Regions from separate parts of the Ovis aries genome. Here region 2 is linked to region 1. A link is a contact called in public Hi-C data. All regions are on one chromosome and are shown on one strand. Each heading gives the region's core, a stretch centred on a gene start, on an enhancer-like site or on the middle of the called end of the contact. The rest is flanking DNA. Distances are from core to core; before and after follow the strand shown. Region 1 holds the start of OBSL1 (obscurin like cytoskeletal adaptor 1). Region 2 overlaps SLC4A3 (solute carrier family 4 member 3).

Region 1 (4,167 bases), core at 1,003-3,502:
TCACCATTGCTTAGAATTGTTTGTTTCTATTTAAATTTTTATCTGATACTATGAAATGGTACCTTGAACACTGTGTACACAGGCATTTGTTATATTACTCATGTCAGAAATACTGCATGAGAAATTCTTTAATTCACTTTAAAAAGGTTAACACCAAGAAGGAAGAGGAAGGGGGTGGGGAGGAGGAGAAAGGATTCAGCTCAGAATCAAGGACAGTGCTTTCGAAGAAAATGCAGTTGGCATCCTTACCCTGACAAGTATATAAACTGCATCAAACAGTCACGAACAGCACAAATTAAAGAACTAGCAATTGGGGCTGTACTGTTATGTGGAACATCTCATTATAAACCTCACAACAACTGATCCATTTGGCAGATGAGAAGTGTTAGTCGCTCAGTCATGTCTGACTCTTTGTGACCCCATCTACCAGGCTCTTCTGTCCATGGGATTCTCCAGGCAAGAATACTGGAGTGGATTGCTATTCCCTTCTGCAGGGAATCTTCCCAACCCAAGGATCAAACCTGGGTCTCCCACACTGCAGACAAATGTTTAACCATCTGAGCCACCAGGGCAAACTGAACGTTAGAAAGATGAAAAGACATTAAACTAAGTGTCCAGGCTGGGATTCTGCCTGATCCTAAAGCCACACTCACTGTGCTGCCTGGGGCCTGAAGCACAGGGAGCCAGAGCATCCTCTCTGAGAGAAAAGTAAGCCAGGTTACAAAAAGGTCCAGCCAGAGGAGGGCTTTACTCACTGAGTGAGTGCAACTGACTGGGGAGATGAGAATTCAAGAGAAGGTAGGTTAGTTTCCCAACTAACTGTTCTCCCGCATCCCTGATATCTTCTCAAGTCTCAGCTTTCTGAGGCTAAAGAAACAATGTTTGGAGCAGGGAGCAAAAAAGCAAAGGGAGGAGGAAAGATGGCAGGAAGGGGTACCCCAGATATCTCTGTCCCTAAACACCGCTGGCCTCCCAGATGACTATCTCACAAATGGCTCCTATGAACCGGGCACTCTGGGATACACCATCTCACTCAATCCTGAAAGGTAGGCATTATGGCGCTTTTCACAGATGAGGAGACAAGAGGCTCAGGAAGGTTTAGTAACTGGTCCACTGTTGCAAAGTCAGTTGAGTGTCAGGTCTGGGATTCAACCCCAGACCTGCCTAGCTCCCGAATCCAGGCTACACCACACTCTTTGTCAGAGTCAAGGCGCCAATACCCCACCCTCATTACCTGCAGCTGGAAAAAGGATGGCCTGGGAGACATCTTGGTCCTCGGGCTCAGAGCCCTTGCGCATGAAGCCCCCCACGGCATGCCTTCGAGGCAGACGCCTGACTCCAGGATCTCCACCTTCCCCAGTCACCGGCGGGGGCCCCAAGGCATCCAGGAACAGGGCCCTCACCTTGGCCAGGACAAGTTCCCGGTCCAGCTCCGGCCCATGACAGCCACGCCCGCCCTGAGGGGCCAGCAGGAAGAGGAGCAGCTGAAGCCACATAGCTCACCTGGCCCTGCCCACCGGGAACCCACACCCTGCCCTGTGCCCCTTCTGCCAGGGTCTGCCCAGGGCCTCCCCACTCCACCCTCCCCATCCTACCACCGCCCTCTTCTACCCTTCTCACCCCAGTCTTCCCCAGCCCTTCCCACGCCCCGCAGTCGAGTTGCCCCTGCCCATGGCATTGAGACCTCCTATCTCTGACGCAGATGTCTGTGGCCCTGAGCCTTATCTCCCACTCCCGCCAGGAATGTGGGGGAGGGGCTGGAGAGGGCTTTCACCCCAAGTGACCTAAACCACACATACAACCCCTCGCCCTCCACACACACAGAATCAGAGAGTCACAACCCAGCACCCAGCACAGAGGTGACACCAGATGGGACAGGAGCCTGTTAACTGGGGGTCTGCCAGGTCTAAAAAGCGTTATTTGTCAGGGAGACAGAGCAAGCCAGCCCCTCGCAGCTTCTGGGGCCCTTTTCAACCCAGCAGCTGCTGGGCCAGTCCTCTCGGGGGAAGCGCCGGGGCGGGGGCTAGAACTGGGGTTAAGGCGGGGGGCAGGGGTCCCGCCTGCTCTAAACTTAGACTGGAGGAGCCGGTCTGGGCTCTTGTCCTCCAGCTGTGTCATCAGAGAATATTTTTGGGATTGGCAGCTGCAGGCTTCTCTGTCACTCAGGCCCGATTTTGGCGGACTGCTGGGGACCTGGCGGCTGGAGGTGGGAGGGAGGAGGGGAAAGAGGCCCTGGCTGTGGGAGGGGGCTGGGAAGGCCGGCTCTCGGGAGCAGGAAGCCAGGCCGCAGGCAGGGGAGGCTGCGGGGCCCCTCGCTGGAGAGGCAAACAGGAAGGACTCCCCCCCTGAGCCCCGGGAATCGCCGCCGCTGCCGCCGCCTCAGAGCCGCAGCTCCCGGCGGAGGGTAAGGAGGCGAGCCGGGAGCGGGCGGCCAGCAGAGAGCCCCGCGGGTCCCGGCGCCTAGTCCCCGGCCGCGCCCCGCCTCCCGGGCTCCCGCCGCCGCTCCCGACCTGCCCTTGCGCCGCCGCGATGAAGGCGGGCTCGGGGGATCAGGGGAGCCCCCCGTGCTTCCTGCGCTTCCCGCGGCCCGTGCGGGTGGTAAGTGGCGCGGAGGCCGAGCTCAAGTGCGTGGTGCTGGGCGAGCCGCCGCCCATTGTCGTGTGGGAGAAGGGCGGGCAGCAGCTGGCGGCCTCCGATCGCCTGAGCTTCCCGGTGGACGGCGCCGAGCACTGCCTGCTGCTGAGCGGCGCGCTGCCCACCGACGCTGGGGTCTACGTGTGCCGCGCCCGCAACTCGGCCGGAGAGGCCTACGCGGCGGCCGCCGTCACCGTGCTGGAGCCGCCGGCCCCCGAGCCTGAGCCCCAGCTCGCCGAGCGCCCGCTGCCGCCGCCCGGAGCCGGGGAGGGCGCCCCGGTGTTCCTGACGGGGCCCCGGTCCCAGTGGGTGCTGCGGGGGGCGGAGGTGGTGCTGGAGTGCCAGGTGGGGGGCCTCCCCGCGCCCACGCTCTACTGGGAGAAGGATGGGATGGCGCTGGACGAAGTGTGGGACAGCAGCCACTTCTCCCTCGAGCCGGGCCGCGCGGGCGCGGGCGCGAGCCTGGCGCTTCGCATCCTGGCGGCTCGGCTGCCCGACTCGGGCGTCTACGTGTGCCACGCCCGCAACGCGCACGGCCACGCGCGGGCCGGGGCGCTGCTGCAAGTGCAGCAGCCCCCCGAGAGCCCGCCCGAGGACCCCGACGAGGCCCCCACGCCCGTGGTGGAGCCGCTCAAGTGCGCGCCCAAGACCTTCTGGGTGAACGAGGGCAAGCACGCAAAGTTCCGCTGCTACGTGATGGGCAAGCCGGAGCCTGAGATCGAATGGCACTGGGAGGGCCGCCCGCTGCTCCCCGATCGCCGCCGCCTCATGTACCGCGACCGAGACGGCGGCTTTGTGCTCAAGGTGCTGTACTGCCAGGCCAAGGACCGCGGGCTCTACGTGTGCGCCGCGCGCAACTCGGCGGGCCAGACGCTCAGTGCCGTGCAGTTGCACGTGAAAGGTACCACGGCGCCCCCGGGCGGCCAGGGCCTGGGGAGGGGCCTCCAGCGCCCTCCCTGACCCGCCTTACTCCAGCCCCACTCAGTGCCTAGAAGACAGCGAGGAGTAAGGGAGGCTGAATATTAAAATGCCATTTCCCACCTCCCTCCCTCCCATCCCCCAGGGATTCGGGTTTAGTACGTCTCCAAGGTACCTGCTCCAGGAACTTCTTAGCAAGCTCTCCAAATGATTCTGAGGCAGATGGCAGAAAACCACTCTTCCATAAAGGGCTTTAGGGAAGGATTGAATGATTGACCCAGAGGGACCTACAACTCTTGTAGTTCAATGTTTCTCAGCCTCTTTGTTATTTCACCACCCATTCCCCAATGGAAACCCCATCGGGGCCCCAGTGTATTATATAAAAGGATCATTTTATGGGTGTAAATTTCTAAATCCAAATTTGTAACATATATTTATAAAGTCAGTCAATGAGAACAAGGGAGCTGTCTTATTAAGCACACACATTTTAACCATTCATAACTGGGTCTAGCTTTTGAGCCCCCCATGGGGAAATCGTAGCTTCAGGTGTCACCCTGACAAACTCCCGATTCACACCAAAGAGAGAAAACTTGAGGGCAAAAAAATGCCCCCCAA
Region 2 (4,774 bases), core at 1,622-4,121, 61 kb before region 1:
TCTGAGTTTCCTATTTGCCAGATAGGATTCAGTCCCCCGCTCGATGCTTGCCCAGAAGCTGTCTGATTGTTATTTTCAGCAACGGGCTTAAGCGCCAGCTGTTCAGGCAGTATTTGGTGCTAGCGCCCTTGGGTTCGTTTCATCTTTCCACTGCTGCTCAGAATTCTCTTTGAGAACTCCAAGTGTCAACAGGCACGATCATTATCTGAGTCACCTGATACGATACAAGAAGAGATGTCACACGAGCTGCCAAACAGGACACATTATTGCCAGGCTGTGTGCCCCAAGGGAGGGGACCAGGGCAATCCAAGCAGATGGTCTATGAGCTCTGACAGCCAAAAGCTTTCACGGGGGCATCAGAGTCACAAGTGAGCTGAATCTTCAGCACTGATCAAGGAAACACCAGCCGCCCTCTTTTCTCAGAGGAGTAGAATGAATTAGCCCTTCTCTGGGCCTGAAGTGGACTTGAACTTGTCCAAGGATAATAAAAGCTTGGGGCAGCTGCCCAGGATGCAGCCATATCCCTACTCGGAGAGCCGCAAGGGGGAGGGCTAAGATGGCAATGAGCCCACTCTCCTCCTTATTGGAAGGGTCCTGGGCCATCCCGGATGTGCCCACTTGCCAAGCTGTTTCCATTGTAAAGCAGGAGGTGGCGGGGCCCGTCACCCAGAAGTATGGCCTCTACCTGCCCGTATCCTCCAGAGCTGCACTACCAGGGCCTCATGGGCGCCTCTCCCTTGGCTCCCCTCCACCCTTAGAAGAAGGCAGCCTAAGTCAAGCTGCAGACCCCAGGGGGATAAAGTTGAAGGGTCAGTGAAGGGAAAGTCAGAGAAAACACAGATGCCGCGAGGGCCTCAGGACACACTCTGAATGTCTCCAAACGTAAAGATCTCTGAATGATCTCTGAAAGGCCAGGCCACGAGTCTCTGTGCGTTCGTCACTGTCCCATCCCCCTTGTCTTATTCTGGCCCCCACTCTCCCTCTGTCCTCAGCCATCCCTCAAGGGACCCATCCCTGGCAAACCTGTGAGCTGCTCAGCCCCCTAAGTGGTCTCAGCACCTCCACAGACCCCCATCCTGGGTGAGAAAGAATTCCCCCCAACGCAGGCCCAGTTCAGCGCTTATGCTGGCCAACTCTGGCCTTGTACTTCCCTACAGTTGCCTTCCCTCGGGGGTAGGGGTGGGGGAAGGGGAGGGCAAAGGTGATGACCTCTAAGGCTCCAAGCTCTTAGGCCTTATTCGTGTCCTCTCCCGTGGAGGGTGTTGGGAAGGGATGTCCATAGCCAGAGATTATAACTCGCTCAGTCTTTCACTGAAATTTGTTCCCCTATTGTTCTAATTTCCTTGGTGGCTCAGTTTGTAAAGATTCCGCCTAGGATGCAGGAGACGCTGGGTTTGATCCCTGGGTTGGGAAGATCCCTTGGAAAAGGAAATGGTAACCCATGCCCGCATTCTTGCCAGGGAAATCTCATGGACAGAGGACCCTGGCGGGCTACACACTGTGGAGTTGCAAGAGGCGGACACAAATTAGCAGCTAAATCATCATCCACATTGTTCTGACTGAGGCCTCAAGGGCCTAGTTATACTGGAGGCCACTTGACTCATTAGCCAGCACCAGGACTCATTCATTTCAAAAGGCCCCGCCCTCTTGTTTCTTATTTTTCCAGTTGAGCAACGCCCACAGTTCTCAGTTACTCGCCAGGCAGAGATGACTGACACAAACTCTGTCCAATGAAGAGCCGAGATTTCAGGGCCCAGGTCACTACTTCCTCTCAGGTGTTCTGACAGAAGTAGGTTCCTTCCCGTGGGCGTCTCAGCATCCCTCAGACCCAACAGGGAAGCTGCCCCAAGGCCCAGAAGATGGGACCGGGCAACCTGATTTAGACCTCAGGAAAGGAACAGAGGCCTGCGTGCAAAGCTTCTCTGCCAAGCCTATCTCTATGTGCGGCCTCTGCCATCTCTGCATTTTGTACCGGCTTTGCCTGTCACTGTCCTATGTTTATGTTTGACCTTCACTTTTCTCCTTGGCGAAGTTCCTCAGCAATTCCACCTGGCCTTGGCCCATCTAAGGGAAAAGGAATCTTGTCGTCACAGAGGGCAGATGCAATTGGAGGCCTTCATGGCGCCAGAGACTCAAGCAGCCGACTGGACGGAAACATTAATACTTAAGTCTGAATGACAACCGAGGACAGCTGGAGGGGCACCTGGCGTCTCTCTTCCTTATGAACAGCACAGTCTCACAGCTCTCCATGCCCTCTCCAAACTTCAGGGCTCTAGCTGTTGGCCTGAACATCTGGGAGGAAAATGGGGAAAGAACAAGGAAGAAGTTGGGCCAGCCCCTGAGGAAGTGGTGAAGGTAGGGTCGAGGCACTCCAGCTCGGGTGCTCACGGGAGTCCATGACACCTCTTTGCCCCACCCTCTTGCCTCCCTATGCTAGGCTTAGTTGCTAAGTCGTGTCCGACTCTTTGCGACCCCATGGACTACAGCTCGCCAGGCTCCTCTGTCCATGGGGATTCTCCAAGCAAAAATACTGGAGAGGGTTGCTCTGCCCTCCTCCAGGGGATCTTCCCAACCCAGGAATCAAAGCCAGGTCTCCTGCATTGCAGGTGGGTTCTTTACCACTGAGCCACCAGGGAAGCCCTAGGAGTTGTTTCCCTAGGAGGAACTAAATGTACTTGAATGGGATCTTTGACCACAGCGGGTCCACCAGGTGGCAGTGCTTCCCGGGCGCAGACCGGACAGGGCCTGCAGTGCAAGAGAGCGGCCACCAGAGGGCAACACAGGGACTAGCGGCTGAACCACGCTGCTGGTTGCCTAGTAACTGTGACGCAACGGGCTCCCAGTTTGCACCCTCCTCAAGGCCTCCCAGGTTATTTCTGGCCTAACAAAGACTGTTGCACAAGGAGTGGCCTCAGGAGTCCCAGAACTGCCTCTCCTTTAAGCCTGGAGAATCTAAAATGGTCCAGGGACCCCAAATCCAGCTCCACCCTGGCGTCTAGGGGACTGGGCAGCTACTGTCCCTGCTCTTCGGAATGTCAAGGATGACGAAAAGAAAATAAACATTTTCCATTCCCCTCAGTAGCTCCACAGTCATTGAGACGCTCTGGTTTCCCTTGTGGCTAAAGCAGAGCAACCTGCTCTCTCTCCCCTCTCTCTCCCTCCCCTTCTAAACTGGGGCTGCATTAATGGCAAATGACCTTAAGCCAGACCTTGAGCCTCCAGCAGCTGAACTGTACTTCAGAGGAGTGGGGGGGTGAGGTTGGGGGTGGGTGATAAGGCCCATCTCTGACCTTCTGTGGTCTCCATTCTCTCCCTTTCCCCCAAGAATTCTGTCCTTGCCTCAAAACTGTCTGATTTTGATGACCCTGAAAACAGAATTCTTCCAATTTCCAGATGGTAAGTATGACCCGAGAAACCAGAGAGGGAACCAAGAAAGTGAAGCAGACACAAGACAAGGAGTGTGGTTATAATGAGCTCAAAGCCTGTGCCGGTCTGGTCTGTGAAAGGACCTGGGTGAGACGAGGTCAGCGCCTGGGGTAGAGTCAGGGGGGTCCTTCTGGCCGAGGCAACAGTAGTGGTTCCAGGCACGTCTCTGGGTCATGAGGAGCCAGCTGGCCCTGGGGTTGGGCTCTGACTGGGGCCCAGGTGTTGATCACTAAAGTGTCAGGGTCTCCCAGCAGCGCCATGGTGGAGGATCACACGGGCATATGAAGTTCGTTGTACTCGTCCTGGCCATCTTCATCAAAGTTTGGTTCAGCATCTTCAGAGTCCAGCTGTAGAAGGTAGTGAAGAGTTGGGAAAGGCAGGGGAAGTGGGCTTGCCGCCTCCTATTCATCAGTTCCTCCTCTGGCTGGCAGCCCTCACTGCCCCCAGACCTTTCCACCCTCACTGTCTACAGGGACCATGGCCCAAGGTTGAAGCACCTCCCTCTGGCCAAAAGCTTCAGGTCACCCTCTAGTGACACCTTCTAATAATAATGATGACAATAGCAGCTACCACGCAGAAAAACTTCCTGGTACTCCGAGCTCCTGGGGTGCCTTTGTACACCATGTATGAATGGACAGTTTTCAAAAAGATGTCCCTTCCTCTAGCTCAGAGGATCCCAGCCTGGACCAGTTTCACGGAAGACAGGTTTTCCGTGGAAAGGATGGCGGTGGTGGGTAGAGATGGTTTCGGGGTGACTCAAGCACATTGCGTTTATTGTGCACAGTATTTCTATTATTATTATTACATCAGTTCCACATCAGATCATCAGGCATTAGATCCTGGGGAGTGAGGACTCCTGCTCCAGCCGACCGAAGCAGGGCTCAGGATGGATTTCAATGCCACCCACCCCATCCGTCCCTCAGCTGTGTGCTTTTGTTCAGGACACAACCTGCACAATTGTCTCCAACAGCCTCTGCTTCCTTCACACCAAACCACACCCTTCTCGTTGCTTTACCTGAACTTGTGTTTAATCATCACCACAATTTCATAAGGGAGACTCTGTTAATAGCCCCATTGTGCTGTGCTTAGTCGCTCAGTTGTGTCCGACTTTTTCCAACCCCATGGACTATAGCCTGCCAGGCTCCTCTGTCCATGGGGATTATCAGGCAAGAATACGGCAATGGGTTGCCATGCCCTCCTCCAGGGGATCTTCCCAGCCCAAGGATTGAACCCAGGTCTCCCGCATTGCAGGTGGATTTTTAACAAACTGAGCCACCAGGGAAGCCCAAGAATACTGGAGTGAGTAGCCTATCCCTTCTCCAGGGGACCTTCCCAACCCAGGAATCCA

The links. Hi-C and Micro-C count contacts between places; a contact is called where the count stands out from the background.
Region 2: a contact with region 1 is called in a Hi-C map of muscle, with 3 times the contacts expected there. The contact joins the enhancer-like site here to the promoter of OBSL1 in region 1. A contact is called at or near these places in 11 of 16 Hi-C or Micro-C datasets (blood, liver, mesenteric adipose tissue and 5 more).

Annotation. Positions count from the first base shown.
Region 1 is chr2:221,492,022-221,496,188 of ARS-UI_Ramb_v3.0, reverse strand. It overlaps OBSL1 (obscurin like cytoskeletal adaptor 1), which reads left to right and starts at 2,252. Exons shown (of 20, transcript XM_042244294.1): 1 at 2,252-3,535. The coding sequence starts at 2,530. It overlaps INHA (inhibin subunit alpha), which reads right to left and starts at 1,496. Exons shown (of 2, transcript NM_001308579.1): 1 at 1,235-1,496. The coding sequence starts at 1,496.
Region 2 is chr2:221,553,383-221,558,156 of ARS-UI_Ramb_v3.0, reverse strand. SLC4A3 (solute carrier family 4 member 3) reads right to left here. Exons shown (of 22, transcript XM_042244296.2): 22 at 3,437-3,773. The coding sequence ends at 3,696. Among named protein-coding and RNA genes, the nearest start is that of SLC4A3, 15 kb to the right of the region's middle. Within about 2 kb of position 2,871, at least 19 of the 54 cell types and tissues checked have an H3K27ac peak or open chromatin away from gene starts, as enhancers often do. A contact at or near this core is called in muscle, where this site is marked.